Regions from separate parts of the Sus scrofa genome. Here region 2 is linked to region 1. A link is a contact called in public Hi-C data. All regions are on one chromosome and are shown on one strand. The core of a region is the stretch at or near the end of the contact, and the rest is flanking DNA. Distances in the headings are between cores, read along the strand shown. Region 1 has its middle 140 kb from the start of TMEM38B. Region 2 holds the start of ZNF462 (zinc finger protein 462).

What was found. A called contact is a pair of places that touch in the nucleus more often than the background predicts.
Region 2: a contact with region 1 is called in a Hi-C map of epiblast stem cells, with 3 times the contacts expected there. The contact joins the promoter of ZNF462 here to the enhancer-like site in region 1. A contact is called at or near these places in 4 of 47 Hi-C or Micro-C datasets (embryonic fibroblasts, epiblast stem cells, fetal heart ventricle and 1 more) and 1 of 2 datasets of contacts at active chromatin or transcription factors (skeletal muscle).

What each region holds. Positions count from the first base shown.
Region 1 is chr1:247,110,179-247,114,080 of Sscrofa11.1, forward strand. No RefSeq gene overlaps it. Among named protein-coding and RNA genes, the nearest start is that of TMEM38B, 140 kb to the left of the region's middle. Within about 2 kb of position 1,718, at least 12 of the 83 cell types and tissues checked have an H3K27ac peak or open chromatin away from gene starts, as enhancers often do. A contact at or near this core is called in epiblast stem cells, where this site is marked.
Region 2 is chr1:248,027,414-248,031,315 of Sscrofa11.1, forward strand. ZNF462 (zinc finger protein 462) reads left to right here and starts at 1,723. Exons shown (of 13, transcript XM_013993738.2): 1 at 1,723-2,177.

The DNA.
Region 1 (3,902 bases), core at 468-2,967:
CCTAGCTTTTTTTTTTTTTTTTTTTTTTCCAGTGAAGATTTGCAGGTTCCACGTGCTGGTTAAAGAGAACAATTGGGTCATGCAGCTTGCCTAGTGCTCAAGGGGTATCATGTCTGTCCGTGAGGGGTGCTCTGTGGCAGGATAAGGTTGCAGTGCATAGCTTCCCACTGAGAGAAATGAGATTGTATGTGTTCTGACTGGAGTGGCTGCTGGGCTTGGGAGACACTGAAAATCTAATTAAGTCACACACAATGTGCGTCGTTAGGGTTGGGCATGGGTAATGAGAAGCTCTGTGCCCTGGGTCTGCATTCATGTGGAGCCCAAGGAATGCCATGGGCACCAGAGAACATGAATTATGCTGTAGGTAGCTCCAAGCTATCTGAGCTAAAATTGACTCTCCAGGGTCTGGAACCCAGTCCAGATTTCCTTGTGCTTTTGTGCTGGGAAATGTGAGAAAGGGAAGAGAAGGGGCACCCTTGTGATGATTTCAGATGCTTTCAAAACTCAGAACTGATTCTCCCAAGTCATTTTTCTTCATGCATCCAGACATCTGAACAATGCATTCCAGAGTCGAATCTTGGGCTTCCATAGCAAGTTATCCTGAAATTAGATACCATTCTCAGTCTTGGCAAATGTATTTTTCATGACCTCAGATAGAGATCTGGTGGGGTCTTTCCTCTCGGGGGTGGGGTGGTGCTGGAGGAATATCCTGATGATGGTGGTCTCAGCATGGGGATGAGTATTAGACAAAGGATGAGGATGGTGAGTGTGTGTGTGTGTGTGTGTGAGAGAGAGAGTGCTCTCGAGCAAGAGTGAGCAAGAGAGAGAGCAGGAGAATATGCCTGGTTCTACGAGAAGCTCTGGTAACAGGTTTCTGGGTAAATGAAAGTTGTATTGTCTTCCATCAGAGATGACTTGAAAATAAAGTGCTTTAAAGCTAATACTGCAGATGTCTGCAGGAAACTCAGCACCACACCACACACTGTAGTTAGATAGCTGTGCAAAAAAGTACATGAAGGAAAGGGCTAATGTGCAATACTTCTATTTAAGATAGAAGGAGGAAATAGAAATTGTGATAGCATGCTATTTCAAGTAATAATAGAAAGTACTTGATGTTTACATGGTGAATGGATCAATACTAATTCTGTAGTCAGTGCACATACAGTAGTTTGGATTATACAAGTGATAGATGCACTCAGTATAGCTGAAATTTCCACCCTGCAACATTTATTTCTTGCTGCGTGTTAGATGGAATTTTCCACCCAACTATCTGGAAGGATTTGCATAAGAATGGTGATAGAGCAGTATTCTTTAATGATGTGCTTTTCTTTGTTAAACTTCAAAAATGTCTATGGTGCATGATGAGGTTTGGGTGAATTGCCAAGCTAATGCTTTTATATTTTCTTTAAAGAGCTTATCTTCAGTGTGTTGTGGGAGTTACTTTATATTATGGTTATAAAGGCAGTGGCAGTAAAGCTGAATTTGTAGCAATCCCCAATAAATGCCTCCTCCTCCTCTAGGGCTGGGTCTTGCTAAGAAGGGAACTGGGGGGAGGCTGGCACTGGTTCAGCTGCAGTGAGTCCCTTGGATTTGTTTGGTGTTCTCATACCTGGTTCTGCTCACCAACGTGTGAGGATGCCATTCTCCAACTCAGACAATGACCTCTTGTTAGCCTAAACCAGCACTGTCGCTGCCAAAGGGGCTTGAGATCAGCCCAACTGGAGCTCTCACGGAGGAGGAGGAGGAGTGGAATTATTCAGATCAGAGTCTGGGAGCCCCTGTGGTTTGGAAAGTGACCTTTTTGTCCTCCCTAAAAGAACCTAATGTTTACAATGTGAGGAGGAAAAGGGACTGGAATCTTGGGAATTCTAGGAATGCAGCCTCCAAGCAAAAGAAGATTTCCTTCCTGGGTTGTGCCCTCAGAGGCTCTCCAGATTCTGCACCATGCAAGGATTTGCAAGCACAAAGGTGGAAAAACAAAACCCCAAAGCTGGAGCCTGCAAGAGTAGTCTAACAGAGGACTTCACATTAACCTCAGTTTCAATGAAACAAAGACTTTGAAAGCCAAGAATGGAAGGGAACTTAAGGTCAGGTCACCTAATCCTACCCTTTGTCTACTGCTTGAGTCTCTTTCCCAACACAGCTTTGCAGCTCACTGATCATCAGTTGCTGCTTGAATACCTCTTAAGACAAAGAACTCACTTCCTCTAACAGTGAGGACAGCAGTGACATTGTACGGAAGACTTACTGTGTGTCAGGTTTGTGATAAGCCCTCAAGAGTCATCATCTTATTTAATGCTCACAACAACTTTATGAGTACTAACTGCACCACCAACTTTACAGATGGAAGCTGAGGCTTAATTCCTGAGAAAGGAATTAAGAGCATGTGTTCTTAACCCCTGTACCCCCTTGCCCAGGCTGTCCCATCAATGGCAGCCCTGGTTGCTAGCTTCTGGCCCTTGGAGACACCTGGAGTACACCTTGCCAGTCTTGTGAATGCTTAGCCTTTCAACATTTGAGGCAGCCTTCCTAACCCTCAACCTGCCTCCCAGTTTTCCTTTTTTTCCTAGTCCATGCCAAACACTGCCCTTTGTCTCTGTTTGGCCAGTTCCTCTGGACCAGTTCCTGCTGACCAGTGCTCTTCTCAAAACATGTGTCATTTCCCTATCAAACATGTTGAAGAGACCTTATAATTGTTGCTTTCTGTTATTAGGCAACAGTGGGCTTTGTTGGTGACACGGAACCACAGAAGGCCTCTATTCTGGGTGTGGAGGGAATCTTTCCAAAAAGCACATGGTGAACTTTTTCCACAGCATTTTCAGGGAGAAGGCTTTTTTAAAAATCCAGAGCATTAAAATTAAGCCAGGGTTGAGCTTCAATGTCATTGCTGGCGGGGAAGTCCATGTCAAAGAAAAGGGCGCAGCCTTCTTGTAGGGAGGGCTCTGTGGTCCTCCCAGGCCCTGGGGAGGCAGCTGCTCTTGGATCTGACCCAGCCTCTGACCTGGATTCTCCGAAGCTTGCTGCCATGTCCCCGTGACCCTCTGCGTTAGCCTCCCAGCCTGTGAAAGGCGTTCATGTTGTTGCCACTCTGGCCTCGTGTTTCTCACGTCAGGGAGTTCTGACTCAGAATCCCACAATCTGCCGCTTGCTGTGTGACCTTGGGCAAATCCCTCTCGTCTTTGGACTTTAGTATCCTCATCTGTAAAGTAGAGGTCAGTACGTCTTCTTAACAGCGTTAAATTAATTAAACAAGGAGAACATTAGCCTGAGCTGGCTACATCAGCAAACTAAAATCTAAGCCTATAAATGCCTCAAGGCTACAATCAAATCTGCTGAGGACAACCAATCAAAAAGGCCAACAACTTAAGCTACAGCCAATCAATACTTTCTGTCTTTCTCTATAAAACCCTCTCCTCAGCTCTTATTGGTGGGGTTGGGTGCTGCCTGATTGGAATCAATTTCTACTCAAACTGTGAAAAATTGTAATAGGCTGCAGTTTATCTTTTAACAGTTCTGGTGTCAGAAGAAGGAACTGAAAGAGACCCTTAGGGCCCCCAGGATCAAGGAGCACCCAGGTTTGGGTACCTGTTGACTTGTTGTAGCCCCTGAGCTGGCTGCTTTCTCATGGCCTCTGGCAGTGGTGGGTCCCAGATCAACAGCTTTCAGACTTTGAGTGTGTCTTTTTCCAGACTGGGTCCAGAACCTGTCCCGAGTAGTCCAGGTCCGGAGTCAGACTGGTTTGGACTTAAGCTGGACTGGTAGGGGAGGGGGCAGTGTAAGGCCTCAGGCAAATATAGGTTTTTTTTTTTTTTTTTTTTTGAAACTGTGTACCCATTACCTGGGACTAGAGAAAGATTTCTCTTACTCAAATCCAGATGCAATGAAGCAGAAATTGACAGAAC
Region 2 (3,902 bases), core at 473-2,972, 920 kb after region 1:
GTTATTGCAATTTCTTTTCCTTTGAGAGCTTTTCAGAATCATGAATTATCCATGTTTGTCTTCGTTTAGTCACATCTCCCTAGATATGGACACTAGTCAACCAGTTACATATGTTTAGATTTGGGTTTATGAGAATATGTTGATTTTTCTGTAAGGGATCAGAAAGAAGGTATGTTAGTGACTTCACATTTTTGATATCTGGAGAGTCTAAAATTATCCAATTTGAGGTCTTTAAAAGAACTTTATAAAGATTAATTTCCAACAAGAGTTAAAAGATTTGTAAAATCCAAAGTAAATAACCTGTTGACAATAACAAACTCAAATAGTAAAAAGACTATATTGAATTTCTTGGAAAAGGTGTTTTACATAGGAAGGAAAATACCACCAAGTTCAAGAAGTGTGTCACAATGCAGTCAATTGTTTGAAGATGGGATAATTAAGACTTCTGAAAAAGCCATACACTCTTTTCATCTACTCTTTGTTTTGCTAAAATCATCAGCTTGAACAGTTTTCCAGCTGGAATTTAGAAAGTGGGGTTATAAACTAGAATATTTTTAACATAGTTTTCAGGAAGTAGGACTTTTCCTTTTTTATATGCTATAACCTAACAATGACATTAAAACATCTATTCACGCTTGTTTCAGTTGAAATTCTATCTTTTTAATGTAGCCTCTGGACCAACTCTTCTGTCTTTTCATAATTCCTTCCTGCAGGGGATAGAAGTCCTCTTTTCTCCCATAAACACTTTTCTTTGAGAGGTTTGGGTGCTTTCCTTTTCTAATCTTTTAAAAAATTTATTAATTTTTTATTGAAGTATAGTTGATTTAGAATATTGCGTTAATTTCTGCTACACAGCAGTGATTCAGTTATATACGTATACACACATATTCTTTTTAAAAAATATTCTTTTCCATTATGGTATCATAGGATATTGACTGTAGTTCCCTGCGCTATATCCCAACCTTTAAAAACCAAAATGATTTATAGACTATCCCTATCCTGCTAGAGTTGGGCAAGTAAGAGGATCATATTTGCATGGGTCACTCTGATTGTAGGACTCCACTGTTTCTTGAACTAAAATTGCAAGATTTATTATTCTATTAATGCTCATAAAGTCACTCTTTTGATGAGCCATAATTTCCTTTTATGAGGAGTCTGTATGCCAGTCACCATGATAAGGGAGAAGAAAGTCTAGACTTCCCACATATTCATATTTCCTGGAACATTAATAAAGTCTTGAAATCCCATATGACTCCAGGGGATAATGGCATAGGGTATAGTAACAAAAGGCACATTTCACGGGAGTCAACCTGTCCCTATGAGACTTCCCTCACATTGTTGCCTGTGTACAAAACCTAAGCTTTTCCATTTTAATTAAAAAATTTAGAAATTAACCCTCCTGGTGGAGAAGATAACCCATCAACTAGGCTTGTATTATCTTTCGCATATTCTTAGGGAATTAACTAGCAGGAGGTGTGAACTTTCTCCTGCTTATCTTAATGGTCCGCTAATGGCAAAGCATAATTACAGTTACTTATGGGCCAAGTTTGTCAAGGTTTTCCCTAAAACCTTTCCTTGACGGACCCAGCTTTTATTTATCAAAATGCTTTCCTATCATTTGAAAGAAAACTTATCCCCCATAAAAACAAGCAAACAAAAAGTCCACTCCCCTACCATGTTTAATTACTTTCAATTATTTTAGAGGGGCAGTTAAAGCACTTGTGACTCCAAAAAAATCGAAAAATTTGTGTCTGGCATCATTAATGGAAATCTTAGCTTTCCCCCCACTCAAAAGGCAGGGCTATGCGGGAGTTTTGCAGTAGTTTTGCTTCACGGCTTTGGGAAGTCGCTCTGCTTCTAAATCATAAGATGGTCTTCTGCAGACGATCCTGTGTTTGGAATGGAAACTTAGCCATTATACCTTCTGCCCCAAACACCCACTTGAGAAGCCCGAAAGCCATCTATCTCCCCATCGGTCTCCGGATCTCCTCGCTGCCTTTGTCCCTTCTAGACGTGGAGGCTTGGAGAGGAGGTTTAGTTTCCAAGGATTGGAGCGTTTGAAGGGCGGGGCCATCTCCAAGTCCATCTCCCCTTTTTGTCCTCTTCTCCTGGGACGGGAGGGAGGAGCCAGGTCCCCCCGCGGCCGGTTCGGGAGCTCTCCATCTCGGTCGCTCGAGGTGAGTCTGAAAGGGCGGCAGCCCGTTTAATTGCTGCGCAGGTTAATTTCTCGAGTTCACCGCAGTCGGTCAGCCAGCCGCTCGCCCGGTCTTTGCCAAGTGGGTTTATGAGGTCTGAGGCGTGTTGGGGCGCGCTCACGTTCTCGCGAAAGGCTCCTCCCCAGGGCTCATTCCCCGACTGCGGGAAGCCCTTTGGTGCCCCAGGAGCCTTGAGTTTCCTCTGACCTCGTCTCTTCCTCCTCCCTCTGCACCGCCGGGTTCCCTGTGTCCCTGCCCCCCGCCCCCGCCCCCGGGGAAGGGCGGCCCCCATCTTAGGACTTCCGACCCGAGCCAACCCTGAAGGCACCTTCACGTCGATGAAGATTTTTATCACAACCTCCCAAACCCAGCAGTAATAGGAGCTTTCAACCTGAAATACGATTGTTATTTTCCCGGTGCAGAGCTTGACAGAAAAAGTCAGCTATTTATTAAAGACAAAGAGGTAAATTATCAGCTGGGGCACTGAAGGGACGGCGGAGACCGAGCGCGCTTCTTCTGGTTGCCACGAGGAATTTATGGGGGAGCCGCGACCGGTGCTCAGACACCCCTGGGGTCCCGGGGGAGGAGCTCGGGGCAGAAGGGCTTCCCCAGGTCCCTCCAGGCACCTGGAAGCCGGAGTCCTCCCAAGTCTGTACAAAGCCAGGGTCATTTCAGTCCTGAACAACCTCACCGTCTTCCTCTCTCCTTTCTTCTGCTCTCCGTTCTTTGACTCCCGTTTCCCTTTTGCCTATGAGCTTTCTCCTCCTTGGTCTCCTCTCCTTACTTTTTCTCTTCGCACTCCTCGCCTCTCCTCTCCCTCCCCCTCCTTTCTTCTCCACCGCACGCGTAGAGTGTCATTTATTTATTTATTTATCACCCCCGCCATCAACACCCTTTTAGGGCTCCCAAGCTTTTCAATGTGAGTGGGAGGAGAAAAGGGCAGGAAGTGTTGACTGGAAGAGGGTGAAATCGTGCCTCTGGGTGAGAGATTCTACCCTGGAATAAACGATTAGGAAACGCTTGGAAAATGAGAATTCAGATCTGTTTATAAAACCCCGCTATCTGGTGGGAACCAACTCCTCGTGCGTCTCCTCCTCCCCTTTATTGTGTGGGTTTTTGGAGGTATCTTCCTGAACTGTGGTTGGGGGTCGGGGGAGGTGGTGAGCATTAGGGGACAATCTTGCCCAGAATCTCCACACCGCGCTTTCTCCACCGGATGCGCGCTCCCCAATGCAAAGGAATCCAGCAACATCCCCCAATTCGGACGCGGACAAAAGAAACTTTAATTAAGGTCTCTGCTCCGCGCGCTGCGTGTTTCTCTCTCCGAGGCTGTTGATGTTCAACTGGAGGATGCGAGAAATAGAAATGGTACAACCAGCCCATGCCCTTGAACTTCAATTGCTTCCGACTTGCTGTATTGATTTTTTTTTATACTGTAGGCAACCCCCCCATATCAGATTAAAGCCTTAGGAGACATTAGACCTGGTGAGAGAGGAGGGTAAAACCCACTCCTTTGCAAAATAAGTAGTTCAGAACGATTTGAGGGAAATTACACTAAATAAAAATTCAAGGTGTGAAAGCTTCATCTTGGCTCTCTTGTCTTCAGTACCATGACACCTTATCATTAGGAACTTTGATTGTTACTTTCCGAACCTTTAGATGATCAGCCAGAAAGTGCAAACAACGCGGGGCTGGAGGGTGTAAAGT